2 separate regions of the Sus scrofa genome follow, and region 2 is linked to region 1. A link is a contact called in public Hi-C data. All regions are on one chromosome and are shown on one strand. The core of a region is the stretch at or near the end of the contact, and the rest is flanking DNA. Distances in the headings are between cores, read along the strand shown. Region 1 holds the start of FMOD (fibromodulin). Region 2 holds the start of PRELP (prolargin).

Region 1 (5,887 bases), core at 3,104-5,603:
ATAACTGTGTCTTTGCTGGTAGGAATTTGAATCAGCAGTCACCTTGTTTTATGTGGATGGGGTGAATCCAACATCAGAGGCAATCAGCTTTGGAGTTTCTGCTGTGGTGCAGTGAGTTAAGGATCCAGTGTTGCCACAGCTGTGGCTTAGATTGCAGTGGTGTCTCAGATTCAGTTCCTGGCATGAGAACTTCACATGCCTTGGGCGCAGCCAACAACAACGACAACAACAAAAACAAAACCCTGTACTTTTCAGGTAAAGAGGAAATAGCAATGACCTGAACCCCTGGAAAGTCTAATTGACCTGAGGGCCTAAGGGTTTTTCTGGCCTGGTTAGTGGTGGTTATTCCACCAAGCACTGGATTCTGAAGAGAGGCAGACTCTGTGGGGAGCCAAAAAAAGCAGTTCATCTTATAATCCTTTATTGGTTACCTTCTAAGCACCAAGCACCATGTGCCCAGCTGGGCAGAGGGGCTATAGAAATGAATAACGTAGCCTCTCTCTTAAGTTTGCTTGCCAACTAGTAACTGGGTAGTGCTGGCTTGACACCTCCCAGAAGGCACCAGTGTCCCAAGTGCACCTCCTTTACATGTGGAGTCCTTTGGCAGTCTGGGAGACATCAGGATCCCCTACTTGGTTCTGCACATTGGAAACCAAGCCCTGAGGGCCTAGATCCAAGAACCAGGCAAACAGAGAGGCGGTAGTCAAAATGGAAGTTAGAATCCATTGACAAAGGGATTTTTGAACAGTAGCTATTTCCCTGAAACTCTGTCTCCTGACCTGGTCCCAATCATTCCTTCCTTCTTTTCCTCCTCCCAAGCCTACCTTGAAATGGGATGGATGACCAAAGGCCAAGTGCAAATCCTACATGGGGATACTGTGTTTTTTTGACGGATTTTCATTGGAAAGAATCCCAATCAATGTTTGGTCTCCAGATTCTACTGACTTCCACTGTTAGTAAACACAGTATTATTCAGCATGCCTGGAATTTTAAAAAATTAACATCTGTATTTAATGGGTGGATCTGTCCAAGCTATACAGGCCCAGCTAAGGAGTATCTCTCAGGCTCACCAGTGTTTTCTATTGAAAAGTGATGGCTTTCTGGACTCAAAAAGTATAAGAAAGTTGTCTGTGCATTATTTATAACCAACTTCACTCTTGCCTCTCTTGTGAGATCAGAGTTTGCTTCATATACATCTACTTTGGTTTTTTGTTTGTTTGTTTGTTTGTTTTTTTGGTTTTTAGGGCCACACCTGCGGCACATGGAAGTTCCCAGCCTAGGGGTTGAATCAGAGCTACAGCCGCCAGCCTACACCACAGCCACAGCAAGGTGGGATCTGAGCCTCATCTGTGACCTACACCACAGCTCACGGCAACCCAGATCCCGACCCACTGAGTGAGGCCAGGGATCGAATCTGTATCCTTATGGATACCAATTAGATTAGTTTCCACTTCACCACAATGGAAACTCCCACATCTGCTTAATTTGAAAAGGTATTATATCAAAATCTTTGTGTCCCCAACACTTAAGAGCATGTCAGGCACAGAGTACATGCTTCTATGTATTACATTGAAAAGAAGTATGTGGGAGGTCAGGAAAGGAAACCTCTCATCTTTATACTCCCCTGTCCCCAAGCAGCTTGGGCCCTTGTGGTTAGCTGAGCTTCAGATTAACCAAGTCAGTCAGCCCTGACAGCAGGGTGGGGTCCATCACCCCTCCGCTCCACCAGTCCTAAGGCCTTTTCCTGTCTTTGGAGTCATGCAGGTCAAAGTTCAAATCTTTGTTTTGCCACTACTCAGTCACTTTTATCTCTGAGCCCCTATTTCCAATGCAAAATAGCTATTGTAATTAAGTCAGATAATGTAAGTAAACCTTATAGTAGGTAGTCAGCAAAGGCCCATTCATTTACTCAATCTTTAAAAAAAAACTCTTTGAGGGGAGTTCCCGTCGTGGCTCAGCGGTTAACGAATCCGACTAGGAACCATGAGGTTGTGGGTTCGATCCCTGGCCTTGCTCAGTGGGTTAAGGATCCGGTGTTGCCGTGAGCTGTGGCGTAGGTGGCAGACTCGGCTCGGATCCCGCGTTGCTGTGGCTCTGGCGTAGGCTGGCGGCTACAGCTCCGATTAGACCCCTAGCCTGGGAACCTCCATATGCTGTGGGAGTGGCCCAAGAAATAATAAAACAAAACAAAAAAAACCTCTTTGAAATTCCTGAGGAGATTGGGTCCCTAACAAGGACCTATCATATTATGTCAACAGTTCAAACCTATTGGAGCAACCAAAAGTGCTATTCTTTAAAATTCAAATTTTAAAATCTTCAAATTCAAATCTAAGGCTTTTTCAATTTTTTTTTTTAATAATGTGTGTTTCACATTGTGCATTGTTGGTAAAAATGTAAAGAATTTTGTGCATTGTTGTTAGAAATGTAAAATGGTTTTTCTGCTATGGAAAACAATACGGCGATTCCTTAAAAAAACTAAAAATAGACCAATTCCACTTTTGAACATGTAACCAAAATAATTAAAAGCAGGATCTCAAAGACATGCCTTTACACCCATGTTCATAGCAGCATTATTCACAATAGCTAAGAAGTGTAAGCAACACAAATGTCCATTGACCAATAAATGGATAGACAAAATGTGGTATGTAGCCATACGACAGAGTACTATTCAGCCCTTAAATGAAAGGAAATTCTGACACATGATACAACATGGATGAACCTTGAGACCATTATGCTATGTGAAATAAGCCAGTCACAAAAAGACAAATACTGTATGATTCCACTTATCAAAGTTATGGGTAGTATTCAAATTCAGAGAGATAGAAAGTTTTTTTCTACTCTGGATGGTTGCCAGGGGCAGAGAGAGAGTGAAATGGGGCATTTTTGTTTAATGAATGCAGACTGCCAATTTTGAAAGATGAATAAGTTCTGGAGACTGGTTGTACAATATTTAACACTTCTGTTAAGTGCAGTACTTAACACTTCTGAACTGTACACTTAAAATTATGATAGTAAATTTTATGTGATGTGTAATTTACCATAATTTAAAAAAAATTAAAGGGATGATTCTTGGATGTTGGCATGAGACAATTTGTTGAAGAAAGAGCATTTAGGGTACATGGGTACATCTAAGCTACTGAGATGCTAGATAACCCAAATTCTTCTAGCCCCTGAACTTCAAATTCAGACTCATATATCTGACTGCCTGCATGTATCCCCATGCAAAGGCCTAACAGGCATCTCTAACTTAGACCCTGTCCCTCCCATCTTTCTAACGTCAGGAAACAGCGTTAGCACCCACTAAGTTACTCAACCTCAAAATCAAAGGCTCATCCTTGACTGTCCCTAACTCCCTATCTGGTCCATCTTTAAGACTTGTCAGCTCTTTGTCTAAAAATATATTATCCTGGATTTCCTGCTGTGGCGCAATAGGATCAGTAGTGTCTTGCGAGTGCTGGGACTCAGGTTTGATCCCTGCGCCTCACAGTGGGTCAAGGGTCTGGCGTAGCAGCAGCTGCAGCTTAAGCTTAGGTCACAACTACAGCTCAGATCTGATCCCTGGCTCGGGAACTCTGTATGTCAAGGGATGGCCAACAAATAAAATAATAAAAATACACTATTCCCTTTTCACTGCTGATCTGCCATTAGCTCTCAAGGAAGCTGGGCAAGAGGCTCCTGCTTCCAGTTTCCTCCTTTTCTCCACACAGCAGACTCTCCCATGTGCTTTTAAAAATGTGAATCTGATCCCTTCACTTCTTCTGCTTAGAACAAGTTATTTTTTAAACATTCCAAATAAAATTTAATCCATTCCGTGGCAAAAAGTCTAGCCCCCGCCTGCTCCTCCGACCTTATCCTCCCCTTACTCAGGGTCTCTATGTCTGTAAAATGGGTACAATGCTCTACTACAGAGTGAGCATCAACCATATTCTAGGCCAACTATATTCGTAGCTTACAGAGTCCTTGCTACAACAAGGTACTTGTTATTAGCCCAAAGATCATTGCAAGGATTAGATGAAAGTGTATGATGCTAGCAAATGATCAACAAATATAAGAGTCCCTTTCTTTCCCTTTATCCAGGAGGGAGAGAGAAACTCTAAAGTCCAGATGAGTCTACACCGGTCACAGATGGAGCTGGAGCCAGAGCCAGCTGTCTTTGTGCCCTGCTCCCTTGTTCATAAGCCTAACCCCCTGTCCGCAGAGAGTGTCTGAGCCCAGAAGGATGAGCACTCGCTCTCCAGGGGGACAAGTGGGTTGCCTAAAGAGTTAAAATGCCTCTTCCCCAATCCCAGCCCTCCCCTTCCCTGCATCTGCCTTTGTGGGTTTAATGAGAAACCCAGGCACTTTGTGAGAGACTGTACAAATAACTTCTAGGGCGCCACTAACTCGTTCAACAGAAAGAGACCCAGAGCTGCCAATGCTTTAGGGAAGATAAGTGAGTGGAAAGAAGGTGGTTTTTACAGCGTCAGGCCGTCAGAAGTCAGAAGGATTTTGCGCGGTTGAGTGTGAGCTCCGCCCCTGCAGCAGAGCTGAAGAAGCCAGGATCCGGGCTCCTCAACCCCTCTCTTCACAATATTTGATTAGGAATTTGGGGGCGGGCCCTGGTCTGGCACAGACCCGCACACTCTCAGTAGACGCTCACTCCTCTCCCTCTCACACGCTCTCCAACCAAGGAGGCCAGACAGAGGGACCTGATCACTCTCTGAAAGGTTCAACTCGAGGTAAGTCAGTCATTTTACTTCAGTTTTTGTCCCTGGTAGTTCCCTAAAGGAAAGGGGCTGGGGAACAGGAAAGGGCCAGGAGGGAGGAGTCATTCCTCTTGGCCCTCTGGGCTGAGTCCCAGGATGCTGGAGGGGGGAAGGGGAGTAGAAGTAAGGGGTTCCAGCATGCTACTTTTGTTCTCCAGCTCCTCTCTGGTTGTTGGGGGGCCTCCAATTTCAGGCATGAAAAAGTGAAGGGCCAGGTACCTAGGGGAACCTTCTCTGTCTACTACTTGTAAATTCCAGTGTCCCAGCCTTGTGTCTCTCCTTGTGTTCTCCCTTACAGAGAGGTTGTGGTGCCTGAATGCTGTTATGAGAGCAGAGGGGGAGTTTTGTGTAGTGTCTCTGTGTGTGTGTGTGTGTGTGTGTGTGTGTGTGTGTGTGTGTGTGTGTTGCTGGGGTGAAAGGGGAAAAATAAAGAGAAGTGTTGAGAACTGACCATGGCCAAGAAGCTGCGAAATAGGAATCCAGTTCAGGTTAGGGGATAGCTTCTGGTTTGATGTCTTTGACTCTGACAGGAGGGAGAGATGGTTCTCTAGAATGGAGAAATGGAAGAACAGTAGCCCCTGAGTAAGCTCCCTCCAACTTGCCAGTCCTAGGAACTTTCCATCTCACAAAACTCTGAGCACAGGAGGGTCTCTAGCGTTGGGGATGGGGGTGGATTCAAGAGTATACAACCCTGGAGCAACACTGCTAAGAGATAAGGGTGGGGTAAAGAGAGGCATAAGGTCCCCACCAAACCCTTTTAGTAGTCATGACTCCAAAAGAGAAGCCAAAGTGGGCAGGACGCATAGTCCTGGAAGATCGAGTCTTGAAGAGGAAGGTGGCTTTTGTCTGCCAAGGTGCCTCGTCTGGAAGGGGAAATGGAGACAGAGGCTCACTGTGCCAGCCTCCAGACAGCCACCTTGGTCCTGCAGCAGCCCAGGGCTGTGCATGGAAAAATGCACTGCTGGCAGTGGGCCACTCCATCCGTCCTCTCCTGGCCAGTGCCAGGGCCCAGCCAGCGTGCCCAGGCAGTGGGCGGTTGGGTCAGCTCCTCAGAAACACTGTGGGCTCTTTGTCTGAGGCTGCCTGAGGATGAGCCAGGGGCCTCGCCTCTGTAGCCCAGAGGCCAGTGGAAAGAAGTAGGT
Region 2 (5,988 bases), core at 1,139-3,638, 120 kb before region 1:
AAAATGAGTGCTCAGTGAATGAGAAGCTATAGTTCACATTATTTTAAAAATCACAGAGTCTCTTTCCTTTCAGCTTGGCCAGAGGGCAGCCCTCTGGAAGGCAAGGATCCTTGCAGGTGGGTACAGCTCGTGGATTTTCCCCAACTCTTCCACACAGAGCAACTTCTTCCCCTTCGGGGCCTGTGATATGACACCTGGGTCTCAGAACCAACGAATTAGAGAGATAGATGTCCCCAGCCATTTGGGGAATGGGGAACATTCACTCTGTTCCTCCAACTCACCAGCCCCACACTAGACCTTCCTGCAGCAGGTGAGAGGATGTTGGCCAGGGATGGTACAGTCTCATTTCCTCAGGTGGCCATGGTGTCCCACTGCGGTTCATGACTTCCCCTCCCAACCCTTTGCACCTGGCTTTTTGGCCCTTCCAGCCTCCCACATGGGCCCCATAAATGGGGCTGCCCCTCTACCCTGTGTGAGCCACCAGAACAGACAGCTGTTTGGGGGGATCCAGAAGGGATGGGGGCCCAGGGCAGGCAGATTAGTAGGCAAGGGGAAACATAAGCTCTTTGGAACTACTTTGAGGGAATTTTCTTTCTGGAATGTTCTCCCTTTATCTGGCTGCCAATGCTTGCCTGGAGAAGGGAGGTGGGATGTTCACAAGAGAGCTTCCCTTTTCCCTCAGGTGCTTGCTTCTACTCCGCAAAAGAGGGTGGCCCGTTTGGAGCACTCTGGAGCTCCTCCATCAGACAGTCCTTGTCCAGGATGCCACATAGGCCTTCTGCCCAGATAAGACTGCCAGAAGTCCTGGGCTCTTCCGTCCCACATGGGACTCCCTCGGGCCCCTGGTTCAGATGCTCTCAAGTCCTAAAACAACAACAGATTCCTGGGTCTCGATGCAGTGGTTCTGGAGCAAGGGGTCTATGTTTTTAGTACGCACCCCTCTCCTCCACCCCTGCCCCCAGATCAACTGTATTGAGAAAACTTAATCTGGCCCATGCCCTGCCTGCCATGGGACAGCTCTTTCTCCTGGAGTGAGGTGGTGGGTAGAAAAGGTCCACCCTCTTTGGAAACAAGCTCCATTCAGTTACCCACTTTAGTTTTTCCCCTCCCTGACTGATTAAGGAACTACTGTCCCTTTTTCTCTCCCACAGGGACCTCTTGCCAACCTGGGATGATTTTGAAGTGGCTTTAAAAAGAAATATGCCTGCAATAAAAATGAAATGCTTTGCCCCCAGAGCTGAGAATTATGACCTCCAAAGCTTGGGAGCGGGGTTGCTTTCTTCTCTTTCTTTCCAAAAGACAAGTGGCTTGGACCAGTGAGACTGAGAAAGTCAGAGGTACAGGGAGGACACTGTGCAGATGGGAAAGCTATTTTTCCCTCCCCTGCCTAATTAAGTTCTAAAGAGCAAAGACATCCTTCCAGCTTTTGCACTCGTTCATCCCCTTCCTGCTCAGGCTGGACGCAGGACACATGATTTCTTTTGGCTCCACCATCACAGTGGGAAAATGCACTTTCCCTTTCCTTGTACAGTTGGGGAGGTGTGTGAGAGGGTGAGAGACAAGAGGCAGTGTGTGTGTGTGTTTGTGTGTGCGTGTGCGTGTCCCTCCTGGTGTCTGGTCACTATGTGGTCTAGCGCTGCACCTCCTGTGCAGCCAGAGTGGAGGTGAATGGACAGGATGCCTTTGTACTGTGTGTGTAGTTTGTGTGTGTGCATGTGGAGTGGAAGCGTAGCCTCTGTGTGACACGTGTGTATGCCTGTGATGGTGTGTGACAAAACGTGAAAGGTTCAGAGAAATGGGTTCTAGAGTAGGGTTTCTCTGGGAACCTGATTTGTAGAAATGCTGTGTGTGGTGTTTGTCTGCCCTACAACCAACACCCGTACCAAGAAAGTTTAACTTTGCAGCAAAACAAAGACATGGATAGAGAATGATGAAGAGAAGAAAGAGGGTGGAGAAGAAATGAGGAAGAATTAATTTGAGTTCCTTTGAAAGGAGAGATGTTTGGTGGGTGGAAGGAAAAGATAGAGACTAGATCAATAACAAGAAATAACAAATGAGGAAGAATTAATTTGAGTTCCTTTGAAAGGGGAGACGTTTGGTGGGTGGAAGGAAGGAAGGAAAAGATAGAGACTAGATCAGTAACAAGGTTGGACGGAGCAGGAGACTGGCTGGAGGCAGGAGTCTTCCTCCCCATCTCCCACTGGGCTTACCTGTACCACCTGCCTCTCCTCTCAGCTCTGGGTTTAGTGTCCGGCAAGGCTCCCTCTGATTCCCCCCACCCTTTGGTGGAGCTGTGGCAGCAGAGAGCCAGCTGGAAGTTCTGATCTCCTTGTGGTGTGTTCGTGCTCGAGTTTGCCTGACTTTTCTTCCACTGGATCCTATTGGGGTGGGGAGGTTAGGTTAGGGGGAGGGACAGGCAGATCCAGATCGTAAGGAGGGAGAGGAGGACGGAGGGAGGGGGGAGGAGGGAGGGAGGAGAGAAGAGAGGGAGGGAGCTTGGGAAAGGAGGAATGACAACAATAAAGTCTTTATTTAGCAGCCAAAACTCCCAAAGACTTCATCCACACACCATGCCCACTAACGGACTCGTTTTTAATAACATTTCCTTCTGCTGCTGCTTCTGGGAGGGAGATTGTTTGACCCATGTTTGGAAAGCAAGCCAAATTAACAGAGGAAAAGGAATGAAAAGCAACTTCTGTGCAGGCCAGGACTGGATGGCTGGGTCCAGCACCAGACTGTTTCATTCCTCCTCCTAACAACTGTCTTGCTTCTGATGCCCTTCACTGCCCGTGTTCAATTCCCAGATGTGAGGGGTGTGGGATGTTTCCTTTAAGCAGACACAATTCTTCCCCAGGTTGCCTTCTCTGAGAGGTTGCTAAGGGAATGGAGTCTTGCTGTGCAAGCTAGCCCAGGACTGAGCCTTGGTTTGGGATGCTCTGAGAACCAGAGAGGGAAAGTCTGACCTGGGATTATACTGCAAAGGCAAGAGAGTAAAAATTTGCTGTAAGACTTAAAGTCACTGTCCATGTGGACAGTGCCAGCTTCTCCATGTATATTGTACTCAGGAGAGATTTGGGGGCCATATAGTCATCACACAAAGTATATGGGGGAATCCCAGGGTCCCCTGTCCATGTCATCCCATTCAAGTAAGACCATTACCTCTATCAGTTCTCTCAACCAAAAACTACAACACACTTATAGCTGTGTTAAGTAGCTGCCCATCAAAACTTCCTGCGACCTCAGTTGACTACTTAAAAAACTCAATGGGATTTACTTTTTCTATCATCAGTCCTTGGAGAGCTGCTGAGCCCAGTGATGGGAACTCCCTTCTCCCTTCCCCAATCTGGCAATAAAGGGAAGAACAATAAAATTAGGATCAGCCGTCCTGGGCTCTGCCTCTTATGAATTATGTTGATCTTGGGCGAGTGAGTCACTTGATCGTGTGGAGCCTCAATTTCCTCATCTAAAAAATGGGGATAATACCTTCCTCACAGTGTTGGGAAGATTAAATGATATAAATATGAAAGCATTTTACAACCTGGGAAGATGTTAGGCTTTGGGAGGGGGATTATGATGAATGGTATCAGACTGAAAAACAAGGAAGAAAAAATAAAACCTGCACCTTCTTTTCCCATCCCCCTTCCACCCAAAATCTTGTGCCTTCCACACCGGCTGGTGAGGTCTTGCTGGAGGACAGTGTGTAGCTGCTGTCCATAGTCATTGACCCTGGGTGTGCTGGGACACTCACTCATGCATTTAGTTTTTCATCCAAAGTGTACATGTCCCCTTCTGCAGACTGAGGACATCAGACCCTAGCTTTGCTTGTTTCCCTTGGTGTGGTAGGTGGTCAGTAGCATTCAAGTAAGGTGAGCAAGGAGTTCCCATTGTGGTTCAGCACTAACAAACCCAACTAGTGTCCATGAGGACTTGAATTCCATCCCTGGCCCTGCTCAGTTGGTTAAGGATCCAGTGTTGCATGAGCTGTGGTGTAGGTCACAGATGTGGCTTGGATCTTGCGTTGCAGTGGCTGTGGTATGCTATAGGCTGGCAGCTGCAGTTCCTACTAGACCTCTAGCCTGGGAACTTCCATATACTGCACCTGCAGCCCTTAAAAGCAAAAAAAGAAAAAGAAAAAAATAAAAGGTGAGCAAGATACCATGAGGTTCTGGGAGGATGAGCAAAGGTGGGGGTGGGTGGGGTTGGACAGGGTGCAGAAGTATGATTTGTATGCATTTCTGTGGGGTTTGTCTGAATCCCCAGAGTCTATGTTCCTGGGCATCGATGATGACCAACTCTAAGCTGATGCGTCCTTCCATCTCTCCAGAGTTTCCCCCTGGCCGAGGCTATGCAGAGAGAATTGAAAGGAGGAGTGGAGACGACCAGGTGGATATTCAGAAATGTCTAGAGTAGAGTTGACTAATTGGTGATCTACTACTATGACTTGAGGACATAGTGTTTTTAGATAGCCTACTAATAAACTTTTTACTATGGAAAAATTTAAATATACACACATTTATACAGAATAGTGTTACTAACTCCCATGTACCTAATACCCAGCTCCAACAGTTACCAATTCATGACCCATCTTGATCCATCTGTGGCTCTCACTGTCATATACCCCACTGGTATATTTTGAAACATTGATGTATTTTTAAATTATATTTGACAGAACAATGTAAATCAACTGTAAGAAAAAATTAAAAATAAAAAGTATAGTTAATTTACAATGCCGTGACAATTTCTGCTCTATAGCAAAGTGACTCAGGCATACATATACATACATTTTTTAAAATAATATTTTCTATCATGGTCTACCCCAGGAAAGTGGATATAGTCCCCTTTGCTATACAGTAGAACCTCACTGCTTATCCATTCTAAATGTAAGAGTTGGCATCTCCTAACCCCAAACTCCTAGTCCACCCCACTCCCTCCCCCTCCCCCTCCCACTTGGCAACCTCAAGTCTGTTCTTTATGTCTGTGAATCTGTTTCTGTTTTGTAGATAGGTTCATTTGTGCCACATTTTGATTCCACATATAAGTGATATCATATGGTATTTGTCTTTCTCTTTCTGACTTACTTCACTTAGTATGAGAATCTCTAGTTGCATCTATGTTGCTGCAAATGGCATTATTTCATTCTTTTTTTGTGGCTGTGTAGTATTCCATTGTGTATACTTACCATATCTTCTTAATTCATTCATATGTTGATGGAAATTTAGGTTGTTTCCATGTCTTGAGTATCATAAATAGTGCTACTATGAACATACAGGTGCATGCATCTTTCTTTTTTTCTTTTTTTCTTTTTCCTTTTTGTGCTTTTTAGGGCTACACCCTTGGCATATAGACGTTCCCAGGCTAGGAGTCCAATTGGTGCTGTAGCTGCTGGCTTATGCTACAGCCACAGCAACGTGGAATCCGGACGAGTCTTTGACCTACACCACGGCTCACGGCAATGCCGGATCTTTAACCCACTGAGCGAGGCCAGGGATCAAACCTGCATCCTCATGGATCCTATGAGGCCAGGGATTGAACCTGTGTCCTCATGGATCTTAGTCAGGTTTGTTAACTGCTGAGCCATGAAGCGAAGTCCCTGCATGTAGCTTTTTGAATAGTAGTTTTGTCTAGATATGTACCCAGGACTGAGATTACTGGGTCATATGGTATTTCCATATTTAGTTTTCTGAGGTACCTCCATACTGTTTTCCATAGTGGTTGTACCAATTTACATTCCCACCATCGGTGTAAGAGGGATCTCTTTTCTCCACACCCTATCCAGCATTTATTGTTTATAGACTTATTAACGATGGCCATTCTGACCAGTGTGAGGTGGTACCTCATTTTAGTTTCGATTTGCATTTCTTTAATAATTAGAGACATTGAGAAATATTGATTTTTCCCATGTTTTTGGTCTTGCTTGCTTTTTTGGCCACACCTTTGGCATGTGGAAGTTCCCAGGTCAGGGATTGAACCTGTGCCATAGCAGTGACC

What was found. Hi-C and Micro-C count contacts between places; a contact is called where the count stands out from the background.
Region 2: a contact with region 1 is called in a Hi-C map of skeletal muscle, with 4 times the contacts expected there. The contact joins the promoter of PRELP here to the promoter of FMOD in region 1. A contact is called at or near these places in 2 of 5 promoter capture datasets (fetal liver and liver), 29 of 47 Hi-C or Micro-C datasets (adipose tissue, alveolar macrophages, blood and 14 more) and 2 of 2 datasets of contacts at active chromatin or transcription factors (alveolar macrophages and skeletal muscle).

What each region holds. Positions count from the first base shown.
Region 1 is chr9:64,072,319-64,078,205 of Sscrofa11.1, reverse strand. FMOD (fibromodulin) reads left to right here and starts at 4,353. Exons shown (of 3, transcript XM_003130105.4): 1 at 4,353-4,718.
Region 2 is chr9:64,187,382-64,193,369 of Sscrofa11.1, reverse strand. It overlaps PRELP (prolargin), which reads right to left and starts at 2,388. Exons shown (of 3, transcript XM_003130106.4): 1 at 2,211-2,388. LOC106507842 (a long non-coding RNA gene) reads left to right here. Exons shown (of 3, transcript XR_001304135.2): 2 at 74-116; 3 at 1,152-2,201.